Linked DNA regions of Danio rerio: region 2 is linked to region 1. A link is a contact called in public Micro-C data. All regions are on one chromosome and are shown on one strand. The core of a region is the stretch at or near the end of the contact, and the rest is flanking DNA. Distances in the headings are between cores, read along the strand shown.

The links. Hi-C and Micro-C count contacts between places; a contact is called where the count stands out from the background.
Region 2: a contact with region 1 is called in a Micro-C map of caudal fin, with 5 times the contacts expected there. The contact joins the promoter of swap70b here to the enhancer-like site in region 1. A contact is called at or near these places in 3 of 18 Hi-C or Micro-C datasets (caudal fin, hematopoietic stem cells and an unstated tissue) and 1 of 4 datasets of contacts at active chromatin or transcription factors (caudal fin).

The regions. Positions count from the first base shown.
Region 1 is chr18:18,264,138-18,271,453 of GRCz12tu, reverse strand. swap70b (switching B cell complex subunit SWAP70b) reads left to right here. Exons shown (of 12, transcript NM_001044986.1): 8 at 1,557-1,664; 9 at 2,211-2,377; 10 at 7,161-7,316. Among named protein-coding and RNA genes, the nearest start is that of swap70b, 33 kb to the left of the region's middle. Within about 2 kb of position 4,198, at least 5 of the 62 cell types and tissues checked have an H3K27ac peak or open chromatin away from gene starts, as enhancers often do.
Region 2 is chr18:18,297,304-18,304,331 of GRCz12tu, reverse strand. swap70b (switching B cell complex subunit SWAP70b) reads left to right here and starts at 3,677. Exons shown (of 12, transcript NM_001044986.1): 1 at 3,677-3,815; 2 at 4,980-5,120. The coding sequence starts at 3,720. wee1 (WEE1 G2 checkpoint kinase) reads left to right here. Exons shown (of 10, transcript NM_001309435.1): 9 at 383-528; 10 at 917-2,091. The coding sequence ends at 1,073.

The sequences.
Region 1 (7,316 bases), core at 2,949-5,448:
TGAGGGATTTATCAACCAGCAAAGTACAAACAAAATGGCATCCCTTCCAGCGCAGTCAGTGTGCTCAAATTCACTCTCTTTCATAAAGGAAGTATAGGGGCGGTTTTGGTTACAGCCTTTTGTGTTGTCTGAATTAGCTGTTGCATTAAAAAAATGTAATGTATGAACAAAGCATGATCTTTTTCACACTGTAAAAGAGTTGTGTATGCGTTTTTTTTTGTACTTTTCATCAGCTGTCTTGTTAGAAACATGGCCAATATGCTAGTATTTGATGAAACACATGGTAAACATGCTAACAATGTGACAAAACATTGACAACATGGTAAAATATGTTAATAAACATGCTAGCACCATGATGAAATAAGGCAGCACAATGCCAGCAAAATGTTATGTTAACACTTTAGAAACATGTTAGCAATATGGTAAAATTGCAAAACATTGTAAAAGAATGTGTAAAATGATTTCAAAATAAACATGCGAGCAACATGGTAGAAACATGCTAACAGTGTTTTATAAATGTTTAAAACATCAGACAGTTATAAACATGTTTAAACATGCTGACAACATGCTGAAAGGCTAGAAAGATGGCAAAATGTGCTTACACATGTTAAACATGTTAACAGTTTTAAAATTCAATTTATTTTTATTTATATAGCACCTTTAGAATGTAGATTGTATCAAAGCAGCTTAACATAGAAGTTCTAGTAAAGTCCAGATCTCAGAGTTGAAGTTCAGATACACCTAAAAACATCTCAAAACATGTTAACAACAGGCTAGCAATTACATAGCAACTATCCATACTGCATATAGAAACTGGAGAAAATCATCTTAATATCCTATTAGCAACCGTTCAGTGGTGATCCATGATATGTGATAGTATATGATAAACAGCACAATCTCACAGCAATTCCTAACTTTTTGATTTAGTGGCTGTTTCATATGAATTCGTACAATCTCATTTGTATAATTTAGTATGATTTGCTCATACCCCAATGACGCTTTATTTTAGGGGCGGTGTTGGGTACCACACTTAGAAAATCCCAGTAAATCCCAGTTAAGCCTCTAAATTCCACTTTAAGAATACTAGTTAAAAAAAAATTGCACGATTTCGTATGACTGAACTCATACGAATTAGCCACTGAACTGACACAACGTAAAATAGTTACGTTTCCTTGTGACATCAGGCCTGATTAACTGCATGGCCTTAAAAAGGACCTTCAAATTTCTGTTTTAAAACTTCTTCAAACAGAAAACTACTTGAATCTAAATCCATAAGTTTATACTTAAAATCTACACTTCTAGCTTTTCGAAAATTCTTGCTAGCTTTTTGAAGCCCACTTAAAATTTTATCTTGAGAAACATTTTTTTTTAAAAAATCTAGTTTGTTTTTGGCTTGCTGAAATACCTGCTGTTTACAGACCATAAAACAGAAGTTTCTATGTCTGAGCATTTGCATTCTAGGTTTCCGATCCAGTGAGACAAGTGGCTCAAAATCCAGTTGAACCTGATGAGTATCTTGGTACTTTACAAATGAAAAACGTCTTTGTGTTGCACAGAAACTGGAGGAGGCAGCAGCCAATGCAGCAGACGAGGAACGCAGACGTCTGCAGACCCAGAACGAGCTGCAGGATCTGTATCGGCTGGAAATGGAGAAAGAGAAAATGGTATTTGTTTGCTCTGCTTGTTCACTGTCTGGCTAGCAAACTTCAACATGCGTTTTGATGTCATGTGTCTAGAGAGGTTATTTTGACCAATAGGGTGCTAGATTACCTCAGCCCAACAGGTCCATTTTTGAATATTACAGGAAGTACACTGCAGCAGAAGTTCTGCTTTTGGCTATAAATATCTGAAACGTTGAAGCACACAATTTTGACACCTAAACAAAGCCTCATTTTCTCTAATCAAGATTATAATCATTCATTTGATTTTGTGAAGTTTTTGAAGTTGCTAAGCCAAAAATTACATTTGTCTTCTTGTTTTTCCAATATATATATATATATATATATATATATATATATATATATATATATATATATATATATATATATATATATATAATTAATGGGGTCCAGTGTTTTTTGACAATTTTGACAGTTAAAAAATACATATTTGCTTATTTTATTACAGAATATTTACAAAATTTATTTTTTATTTTTCTTTTTGATTTATTTATTATTATTTTACTAAACTTTTTTCTCTTTGTGTCTTAGGTACGACAGCAAATGGAGGAACAGGTGGCTCAGAAGTCCAATGAGCTAGAGCAGTATCTGCAGCGCGTCCGTGAACTGGAGAACATGTACCACAGCTTAGAAGAAGCACTGGAGGAGGAAAGACAGGCCAGACAGGATGAGGAAACTGTCCGAAAACTACAGGCCAGGTATGCTGGCTTTTTTTTTGTTGGCTTTAAAATGTGGAGTGAATTATATTTCATATGATTAATTATTGAGGGGTAATAAATGAAAAAAGGATACCAATTATTATAACAGGCTGAGGTTGTGGAAACAAATTGTTAATTCCAAATATGCTCTGAGCTCCGCAGTTCAGCTAACACAACTGTAAATGAATAACTACGGACTAAATTAAATGCAGTTTATCTTGCTTTACTTTCACAGGCCTGATAATCCATGCTCAGTCTTTTTCTTTATGGAATACATATATCTCAACAAAGTCAACTTTTTTTTAATGTAAAATGAGAAATATAAGTCTTAAGTATGTCTGTTTAAGTAATATAAGTCTGCTCCCTATAAATTTGCATTTGGAGAACATAATGACATTTTGTGTTCCCTTCAAACTACTAAAGCACTTTTTTGGTCTTCAAAATGTCTTGAATTTATCTTGATGAAATTTGAAATTTTAGCATTGTATTTTAATATATGGATACAAAATAACTTGATCATAAACCATTTTTTGTAGTTGTTGCATATCCGATTGGAACCTGATAATGGTTAGAAAAAGAATCCAAGCATGGCTAGAAAGTTATGAAATTCTGATGCCTTTTTGACATTTATTCATTCACAGGTCATGCATCCTCCATATCAACCATTTAATTCTTGACATCAACAAAGCGTTTTTGAATTACTGCTTATAGATAACACTGCTAAAAATAATAACATTATACAAATGCAAATTGTCATGAATAAACTGGAAAAAGCTGAAAAGGGGTATTGGTTTTTATATTTATGTAGAAAATAATATTTTTTGTAACATTTTAATCCTTTAATTTTTTTCATATGTAAAGATATTTGTGTATTGCTGTACGTCCTGTGTGTAGCAATGTATAAGCATTTGAATCCACATAGGCGCATTACCAACATGCTCTGCACTGAACTATACCAGATTTTAGTTGGTCAATGGCACATTTTATTTTAGTTTTTCAAAATAGCAACGTGCCAACAATGCGCCTTAACATACCTCTTTTTTAGACCGACACAGCCATGAGTCCACAAGTGGTGCAAATGGATTCGCTATTTAAACACTGTGGCGCAACATGTGAAATTTAGGGTTGCGCTGGTCTTAAAATAGTAAAAACACGTCTAAACACATCTTATGATAGAGCCCTTCATGTTCGTCATGTTTTCTGGCTTTTTTAAAGCATTTAAAAACATTTGGGCTGTTTTGCCTATGCTTCATTAATAATAATAATAAAAATAATTTAAATATACTCTAAATGTGTTTTGATAAAACAATTAGACACACACACAAAAAAATACTTTTACAGTCAACATTTCAAGTGGATCAAAACCTTTCACCAAAATTGTCCAAACACTATTGAAAAAAAAAAACATTTTTGTCCTAAAAACTTTTTTGTCCACCTTAAATTGACTACTGTATAGCATAGCTGTGCAGTTATGGCTTGATCAAACTTTAAAAAGTAAGGTCATGTGACACCTGGATCAGGTCAGTTTACAGAGGACCGTCTATTTCCTTGTAAGGTGGGAAGTTAGAGAAGCATCACAAACACATGAGGATGTCTGAGACGTCTGTTCACGTCTGCAGTTCCTGTTCCCTGTCTCACCCTACAAAAACCAGCAGTCTTCCTGTGTTTGTGCTGACCAATCACCAGCTCATCACTTTACTAAACACACAATTGCTTTTATAACCAGTGTGTGAATCCCCCTCATTTTCACACTCCCACATCCATAATCTTTTAGTCATTGTTAAAATGTGTATTTTGTTTATACAGCAGGTCAAATGTGAGTTTGTAAACTGTTAAAAGAATCTTACATTTACTTCAAGCTTTATGAACGACTCACAATTGTGGGAACTACTGACAGTCAGTTTCAATTTCAACATGTGAACAATCTGTAAATGCAAGGTTTGTGAGTTATTCAGAACTGAATTATGAATCACACAAAACATCCTGAGTATGAATAGGCATAGTCCAGTATAAGATTCTGACGGTATGATAACCTTGGATAAAAATACCCCGGTTTCACTGTATCATGGTATTGTGCTCACTGCTCTAAAATACATTATTTGTAAATGTCTGGGTAAAAAACAAAAACTTTTTTCCTCTTTGAAAACAATATATTTTATTTTTTTAAAACATTTTTGTATAATATTTTGGAACAGTAAACATGTCAAATGAACATGTCAAATGAGTCATTGACTTCTGCTGTCTTCATTTGCTTCAATAACAGATTTCTTTACATTTTAAAATGGCATCTTTGGATATTTTTATGCTGGAGATACTGTTATTACACATACCTTAGAAACGGTATTACAGGAAACTTTGGCGGTTTTTAAAACCTTGACCTTTCCAAACCGCGGTATACCTTGAAAACGGTTATCATCTCATGCCTATGAATCAAGAGCAGGGGTGCCCAAACTTTTTCTTATGAAGGGCCAAAAACCAAACTTGATTAAGGCTAGTGGGCCAAAGATAAACATAGTTGCCATGGGTGATTTACAGTACATTTTTAACATTTTATAATGAACTTATTAACAGTAAAAATGAAAACAATCTAATTTATAACAGAATTACACTGTCTTTGCAGACATTGGCTTGATTTACTCGCCAACATTGTCTGCATAATTCTCTATCCATTGAGTGACAGTATTTACATTTTAAAAAATCAAATCCATTCATTCATTTTCCTTTATTTCTTTACTCCAGCATATGTTTTACGCAGCGGATGCCATTCCAGCAGTACCCAGTACAGGAAAAAAATCTTATTCATATAAAACATTTCATTAAAACATTTAATTTGTTTGCTCTTTTGTAGCTCTGCTATAAAACAAAGAAATAAAAATATGTTAAGTCGATCTCTATGTTCTCTGATCTCTTTGTTAAAGGCATTTGCCCCTCTCCATCATTTTCACTTTCTTCTCAGATGGGATGGTGGGCAAATCAAAGGTTACAATTGGCCAATTTTGGCCCATGGGCCCAACTTTGGGCATCTCTTATCAAAAGAGTAAACAGGATACAGAATTATAGTCTGTAATAAAGTCATTTTTTTTAAACTATAGCTTTTTATATTTTTATCACATTATTATCATCACATTTGTATCATCACATCACAAATTTGTTTTGGTCATAATTTGCTGTTTATAGACAGTAATTCTGAGGTAAAGCACATGTATTTAAAAAAGTGGTGTTTTTACAAAAAGATTACAATACAGAATAGAGAGAGTGCATTTAGGCCACACCCACAAAAAAGTTGTAAATATTAAATTGTTTCGCATGGAGTTGGATCATTTCTCCAACTAAAGAAGTAGGGAAAAGGGGTCATAACATAGACCAGGGGTGGGTAAACTTTTTTCAGCAAAGAGCCATTTCTGATATTTTTGCCAAATTCATTTTTTAAAAGACCCATTGGGGTATATATATATATATATATATATATATATATATATATATATATATATATATATATATATATATATATATATATATATATACGCATATATTTACCCCAATAAGATACGACTACTATAAATAAAACAGGTTTAAACTAAACCTTTATTTATGTTCATGCACAACTCAAAAATAAACATATATGAAGCATCGTCATGTTGAGCAAGTCCATGAATGAAGAAAGAACATTTATTCTGGTAAATAAACTCTTTTTTTTTTTTTTTTTTGAAAAGCAAAACAATTTAAAATAAACAAACAATTTACTTTTATAAAAAACACATAGTTGCTTGAAATTATTCAAAATAAATATGCGGCAGTAATTTTGGCTAGTTTTAAAGAACATATATTATTGTTATTATATTCATTTTCACTAGTTTTAAAGAACAAAAATAATATTATTGAGTAAACAAAAGACAAAACAACGTATGTTTATATGGTAACCACGCACACACATTAGCCCTTTATTGGTGTCACGATTAAAGTTTATCCACAGCTCTGCTCACGTGTATTAGTCGAAACGTAAAAATTGTAATTGTATTTTCAATAGGAAACTGATTTCTAGTGATTGGTTATAATTTTTTAAACTGTAAAATATTATTGAGACAGCTGGAGAACCATGGATTTTTGCTCGAAGAGCCACATGTGGCTTGAGAGCCATAGGTCCCCTACCACTGATATTGACTAATACATTTCACTTTCTCTATATATCTCCTTCGCCTCATTTCCGCAACAATCCTTTGAGATGGTTAAAAATGATGAATGTTTCCTCTCGCCAACTACATTTCATTGCTGTGGGCATAACAGTTGTTTTCTAATAAATATTACACGCTGCTCTCTGTTATTGTGTCATTTTTGGTGGGTCAGGAAAACATTGTTTTAGGTTTTTTTAGCTTGCTTACTATTCACCTTGTCACATAGCAGTTTTTAGACATTGTTTGCTCTTTGTTGTTCGTCAGAAATGGCAAGGAGACAGCTTCCCACAATACTAACTCAATGGAATAGGTTGGATTGTTCGGTGGGTGGGGCCTTCTGATTACAATGTGATGCTCAACCAATCAGAATCAAGGACAAGAATGACTTGTTTCATGAATTATACATTTTGCACAATCCTGTCAGTAGTATCTCACTAAGATACGATGACAAATCATTTGTAATATATACTTGTTTTGTGGTAATTAATAGGGTATTCTGCTTACTCCCTACAATCTTCTATTAGTCACTACCTCTTTAGATCTAATAAAGATGTAAAGGAGCTGTGTATTGGCACGTGCAGATATGAGCATGTGTTTTTCTGTGTCTGCAGGCTGCTGGAGGAGGAAGTGTCCAAGCGTGCAGAGCTGGAGGAGATTCACCTCTATCAGCAGCAGACCATTTCTCAGACACAGGCAGAGAAGCAGGAGCTGGAGCGAGAGCGTCTGGCCAAGGAGAGCGCTTTAGAGTCCGCCATGCAGCAGCTGCA
Region 2 (7,028 bases), core at 2,428-4,927, 33 kb before region 1:
GTCAATATTGCAGTAGAGACCAAACTTTTAGCAAATACTTGTTGAATCGCCTATTTTTAATGTTATCGAACAACTTTTTTAAATCTGGAGATAATTTAAATTTGTAGATTTTTTTATCAAAAGTAAACCTTAAACTGTTTTATTTTCTGGTATTATTATTTATGTATTATCTTGTGCATTATATATTGCTGTTGATGACTTTTAATTGTTAGAATTTTTTTGTAATTATAGAAAAGTGATATTTATAAAATGTGGTAAACTTGATTTATTTTTTTTTTTTTTGCCATGACATGGCCTGAGAAGCTCGAATGGCAATAAACTGAATTCTCTCCATACCAATTTTGAATGTCTGATTAAAATGTCAACATGTCTCCATTGACAGCTTATGATTCATCCTGACCCAACACGACGACCCTCGACCTCAGAACTTGTCAGGCATCCTGTTCTTCTGACTGCATCCAGAATGAGTGCTGACCAGCTGCGTGTAGAGCTTAATGCAGAGAAATTCAAGAACGCACTTTTGCAGAAGTATGTAATCACCATCCATGTTTTGTATATGCTTAATGCTTTCATTTATAAGAGGTAGATTCTTACCTAGATTTAGATATGTTGCCTGCTGAAACATTATAAAGGTGTTTGACATTTTAAAGGCTTCTTAATTTTTCTATGTTCGATAGATTTCTAAATGATCATATATCACACTGGAAAAACTAATGGAATGGAAAATCTAATTGTAGTTTTTAATGTAAAGTGTTTTAATTTATGTTTTTATGATTGCATTATCTAATTCATTTGTATTCATTTAGCCATAAAATCACTGTAAGCTTGCTGATGTGGTAATAAATAAACTAAAAGAAAAGGTCTTGATGGAAAGGTCCTATTTCAGAATGAACTAATAATTGTTTTTGTTTCTCAGGGAGCTGAAGAAAGCTCAGATGGCGAAGGCTGCAGCGGAGGAGAGGGTTCTAACCACAGACCGTGTTCTTACACGTTCCACAATCCAGTCCAGCTCCAGAGCTTCCCGACTCATCGGAAAAAAGATGAACCGCTCGGTTAGCCTCACCATTTACTGAACTGAACTCCAGTCTAAGGAGATGACCAATCCTGAGTGGTAACTACAGTGGTGCTTAAGAAAGACCGGTGCTTCTGCACAGACTATTTTGACTAGCCAGAAGGGTGAGACGGACTATCCTGTGACTTATAGTGCTTATACTGTTTGGTACACGCACTGTGGTCTTTACTGAAGATTGGGTTCTTCTGTGTTACATTAACAGAAGCCCTTGAGCATATGATGCAGATCTGCCTTGCCGTTTAGGTTTGCCTTTATAAAATCTCTTGACAGAATTGCCCTAAGATGGACACATTTTTAGTATAGTTCTGTCCTCCTGATCTTTGCTTTAAGTTCCATAGGCAATGGTCAGAATGGTCTCCCTGCACTTGCTTTCTCAAAGGTGCAGTGTTGCTCTTTACCAAATGAGAGATGTGTGCCCCTGTTGAGCCCATTTATATGTGAATGTACCAGATCAAAGATTTGTGCACCTTACTGCCTGTGAAAAAAAGAAACGCCTGTTGGGCCACAGAAGCTGGGGCTTGAGTTGGATTGCCATTAAATTGAGCACTTTGGAGGCAATGGGGAGCTTGCCACAGAAAGCCTGCTGCTATTCATGTTCGTCTGTATTCAGTTAGGGTTGGAAGATTTTTATTTTAAGAATAACTTTAAATCATTTTATCCATCCAAGCAAGCGAGCAATATTTTGAGCTCATTATTCAAACATGTTTGCTCCAGTGTCACTTTTGTTGCAGATTACATTCATCGTTTTTTTCTTTTGAATTAACCATGTGGCAAATGTATGCTTAACTGAAAGCCAACGATGATTTAAATGTACATATGCCATTCACATCTCCAACCCTGTTTGTAGCATTAAAACAATCTTTGTCCAGTTCATCAAATGTCTTTTAGTAAATAATGTCTTATTTTCACTTTTGTCATATCATCCTCATTGCTAGGGTACTGTTTAGATTATTTGGTCTTGTTAACTCTTTGTTTGTAAATATGTTCATTTTAATAAACCCTTTACCCATACTGGTCAATTTTGCTTTGTTTTTCTTAAACATGTAAAGTGGAGTTGGGGTTTGTTTTGGTTTTTGTCGTTTTTGTTGCATGGCCTTAGCTGAGAAAACAAATTTAAAGTTTAATTCACTCTACAGTAAAATATTTTTAATCCTTTTTTTGTTTTTATACTGTCACATTCTGATATTAAGTCATCGGAACAGAATAATAACCTTTAGCACATGTAACCTCTTCTTGACTGTCTTTTATTGCTTATTCACTTGAATCTACAAGTTGTGTTTTCTTAATTGTTTGGAATAAGAGTAAGCCATTTAAACTGCCTTTTAAAGCAAATATTTGATCAACCAGTTACTTAGTAGCAAGTATGTAGTCAAAAGAACTTAACTGAAGTTCAACAGTTGCATTAGACTGGAAGAAGGATGATTTAAGCAACTTGGAAGTTGGGACGGGCAATAGTTGGTGCCAGACAAGCGGTTATTTCAGACACTGCTGATCTACTTTGTTTTTCGTCATTTGGATGAGGCATTAAACAGGTCCTGACTGTGGTCATTATAAAAATCTTATGGCACTTATTTCCTCTTGGCCCTTAATCATCATGGCCTCCCAATCATCCCCATTCACTGAATTGGCTCTATCTCCTCCTCCACTTCACCTATAGCTGGTGTGTGGTGATGCTGCACACTGGTGGTGGTGTGAAGAGAGCCCCCTCATGATTGTGAAGCGCTTTGGGTGTATGCCATACACCATAAATACGCTATATAACTACACATTACATGTTCCCGCACAATCATTTCTAGGATTTACAAAAAATGGTCAGTAAAGAGATATTATGTTCATTCATTCATTTTTCCTTTGAATTGGTCCCTTTATTCATCAGCAGTTCCCACAGCGAAATGAGCCAGCATATGATTTACACAGCGGATGACCCTCCAGGTGCAACCCAGTAATGGAAACGTCCATACACATGCACACTACGGCCAATTTTCGTTTATACAATTCACCTATAGCTCATATCTTTGGACTGTGGGGAAAACCCATGTGAACATAAGGAGAACATGCAAACTCCACACAGAAATACCAACTGGCCCAGCTGGGACTCAAACTAACAACCTTGCGGTGAGGTGACAGGACTGAGCCACCGTGTCACCTGAATATGAGGAAAACAATGCAGTGGTTCTGTAGGAAATATGCCTTAATGCCTGGTTCGTAATCATAACAAAGCATGTCTGTGTACACACATCAAACCTTGAAGCAGATGAACACAACTATTCAACTCCAGTCAGTTGACTCAATAAATTTGGACTCTGGTGTAATGGTGTGCGAAACATTTTGTTGGTACACGTTTGTCCGCTTATTACCAACTAATCATCATCATTTAAAATAACATCATACCACAGTCTTTGGGTGTGAAAGGATGTAGATGTGTTAAACGAAACAAAAGAAAGTGGCAAATTCAGTGTGAATAATGCTCACTGCTGTGGTGCATTCCTTCAGCGGCGCGCGCTCATCGCTGAGTGGTGCTCGAGCCGCGGGTTCAGTGGTTGTAGTTCTGCTAAGGTCATGTGACGACTCTATTGTAACATCTCATGAGAAAACAGTCCACATCAAGTGCGACGCCAGTCAGCAGACGGAGAAACTACCTCTGAAAATGGGACTAAGGGACGAGCTTCTCAAGGCAATCTGGCATGCCTTCACAGCCCTGGATGTGGATAAAAGTGGGAAAGTGTCAAAATCTCAGCTGAAGGTTTGTCGTTTTGCTCTTGAATTAATCGTGTTTTCTTTGAGTTTGTGCACTGGAGTGTAAACGTTGTTTTTAACGCTTCACTGAAGACAATTCTTTCAGTTTAAGGACTCGTGAATCATATATAGCCACACACTAACTGTAAATGTACAACTTAGTCAAACTCTTTAGAAAATTTGTTTCGAAGCGTACAAACTTAACGTTACTCTATTTCTGGGATAGAGAAGGCTGCTTTTCGTATTCAAGCTTATGGTCCTGTGTTAATGATGAAGAATTAAATGTCTAACGGCAGTCTAAATATTAACACATTTAGTTACGTTCCAACCCCTTCCCTAAACTTTGACCTTGTTTCAGATTCTTTCTGCCATTGTGTCAATGAAATAGACGTTTGTTTTGCTGCTTCTTTTGCTAAAGTTAAACGTTTACACTTTATTTATGATAGGTTTTACTGTATGTTTTAAATCAGTTTAATATAAAGTAAGTTGAAATGACTTGTTAAGTTAGTTGCATTCAACTAATTGTATGCAGTATTTTTCCATAGCTGTATAACCATTGTATTAAAATTTGTATAATATGTAATGTCTAGATGCATGCTTTTCTAAATTATGTCTTCACTAAATAAATTATTTTTAAACATAATTAATATTTCTAACTTTAAAAGCACTTATTTAGTGAATAATTATTGAACATCTAAAATGTCTTAGTCAGTGTTCTCAAACAATTATATATAATTTACCAAAGTCACACAAGTGGCGATTTCATATCCGTTACGTCCATACCCAAGCTTTTTTCCTCATGCAAAAATGTCAAATAAAATTAAATCAGTCATGTTCTGTAGTTAGCCAACTCTTATCTTTTTGATTAGCATCATTTATTTTGGGTTGTGCAGTTTAATTCACAGAATTTCTACAATGTTGTATACTGTAAACTTGCAGACGTTTTTGATCACATCCATAACGCTTGTTTATTTTCCTCATTTAAAGAACAAAAAATGTTTACAGATTGATATTTTTATACTTTCACAACTCTGTGGTTGGTTGTTTTGGAAAATATAAACAGATGTTTTAATATAATGTTAACATATACTTTCTCTGTGCATTTGTGTTTTGAGATTTACTGCAAATGTCGCATTTATAACGCTGGAATTGCTCTATTACTGTCTTTCAGGTGCTTTCCCATAACCTGTGCACAGTGATGAAGATCCCTCATGATCCTGTAGCTCTAGAGGAACACTTTAGAGATGATGATGAAGGTCCGGTTTCCAATCAGGGATACATGCCCTACCTGAACAGGTTCATTCTGGACAAGGTGAGCAGCTTTGTTATTGTCCAAATATGCTGAGGTTTGAAGTTTAAAAACAAATTTTGGGACAAAAACAATTGGATTTCGGTCGGCGCGTTGACACAGTGGATAGTGCTGTCACCTCACAGCAAGAAGGTCACTGGTTCGAGCCTCAGCTGGGTCAGTTGGCAGTCAGTTTCCTTCAGGTGCTCTGGTTCCCCCCACAGGTCCAAAGACATGCGCTATAGTTGAATTGGGTAAATTAAATTGTCCTTAGTGTACGTTTGTGAATGATAGTGTATGGATGTTTCCCTGTACTGGGATGCAGCTGGAAAGGCATCTGTTGCGTATAACATATGCTAGATAAGTTGCTGGTTCATTTCACTGTGGCGACCCCAGAATAATAAAGGGACTAACCCAAAAAGAAAATGAATGAACATGTGAATTTCCCCACATTTGAACCTTTTGAATAGTTTGTCTGTCTACTTACATAGTGAAATTATCCTTTGAAGGCCATTCTTAATATAAACAGTGCATGTTGATCCATGCACATAATTATTGTAATTCTTTTATGCATTTTCCTTTCATAATATTATTGATCCACACACTATAATATAAATATAGATTTTTTAAAAATACATGTTAAGAATTTTCGTATGAAAAAGTGGTCATGGTACACTAACCCTAATTTGACTAAAACAACTGGTGCGTTTAGATCTAAAGTAAATGTTAGATAATGAAACTCTTCCGAGCATGAGGATTAGTGTTGAAAGTATTTGGAAGAACTGCTTTCTTTGTAATTTCTCATTTTCTTGTGCAAAAGGAAACAGAAGGAGGGAAGAGATTTCACAATGCACCACAGCGCAGTTTACTTCTGGCTTTTAAGACTCATTTGTTTGCTTGTTGAAAGGTATAGCAGGCAACGTTGAAGTTTAATGCCTAAAATTCTGACAACGGAAAGTGTGATTATACCCTTTGCCTATTTTCTGCTTGTCTGAGGTTTTGTGTTTGGGGTATTCGCATGACTAGCCACATATTGTCAGCTTTCTCTGGTCACACTTTTACCTCTAATCGTGCAGCTGTGTGACTGACCAAACACTCACTCCACCCTGCTGCAGGGAGACCCGCCTTTCCCTTTTCTTTGCCTGCCATTTTGACTTCCAGCCAAGCAATTTAACTTGTGGTCAGTGGGAGAAAACAAGTTACAGTGCTTTACTTTTTATAGCATTACACTCAGACATTTACACACATAAACACCATTTGCCCACTGCATGAGAACGTACACAAGCAGCATAGTTTCACATCTTGTTTGTCATAGTTGGATGACTTGATTGTGCCAATTTGTGAAAAATTATGCCCCTACACATTTCTCACCCTTTCAGCTCTCTTGATTCCAGGAATGCATTGTCTATAAAGCGCTCTGATGTCACTTGAGGAACAAAAGAGCACAGACCCACTTCACAAACACCAGACCAAAACAGTGACTCTTGTCAAAAGTGCCTAGTGTGGTGTGACCGAATTTTCTAAATATGTTTTGTGGTTATGCTCTGCTAGAAACATGTTATGTTCAAAATGTTGTTTCTCATGCTACACTACCTGACAAGTGTCTTGTCTTCGATCCCAGTAAGCACAACTAATAATAACTTGACTTCTTTTGGAAAAGTGGCAGAAGGTAGATATTTCCAACGAATCATGTGTTGAACTGCATGCCAATCATCACAAACACTGCAGAAGACTTATTGGAACCCGCATAAACCCATGATTCTCATAGAAATCAGTCAAGTTTGGTGAAGGAAAATCATGGTTTGGGGTTACATTCAGTATGGGGGCGTGCAAAAGATCTGCAGAGTGGATGGCAACATCAACAGCCCGAGGCATCAAGACATTTGTGCTGCCCATTACATTACAAACCACAGGTGAGGGCAAGTTCTTCAG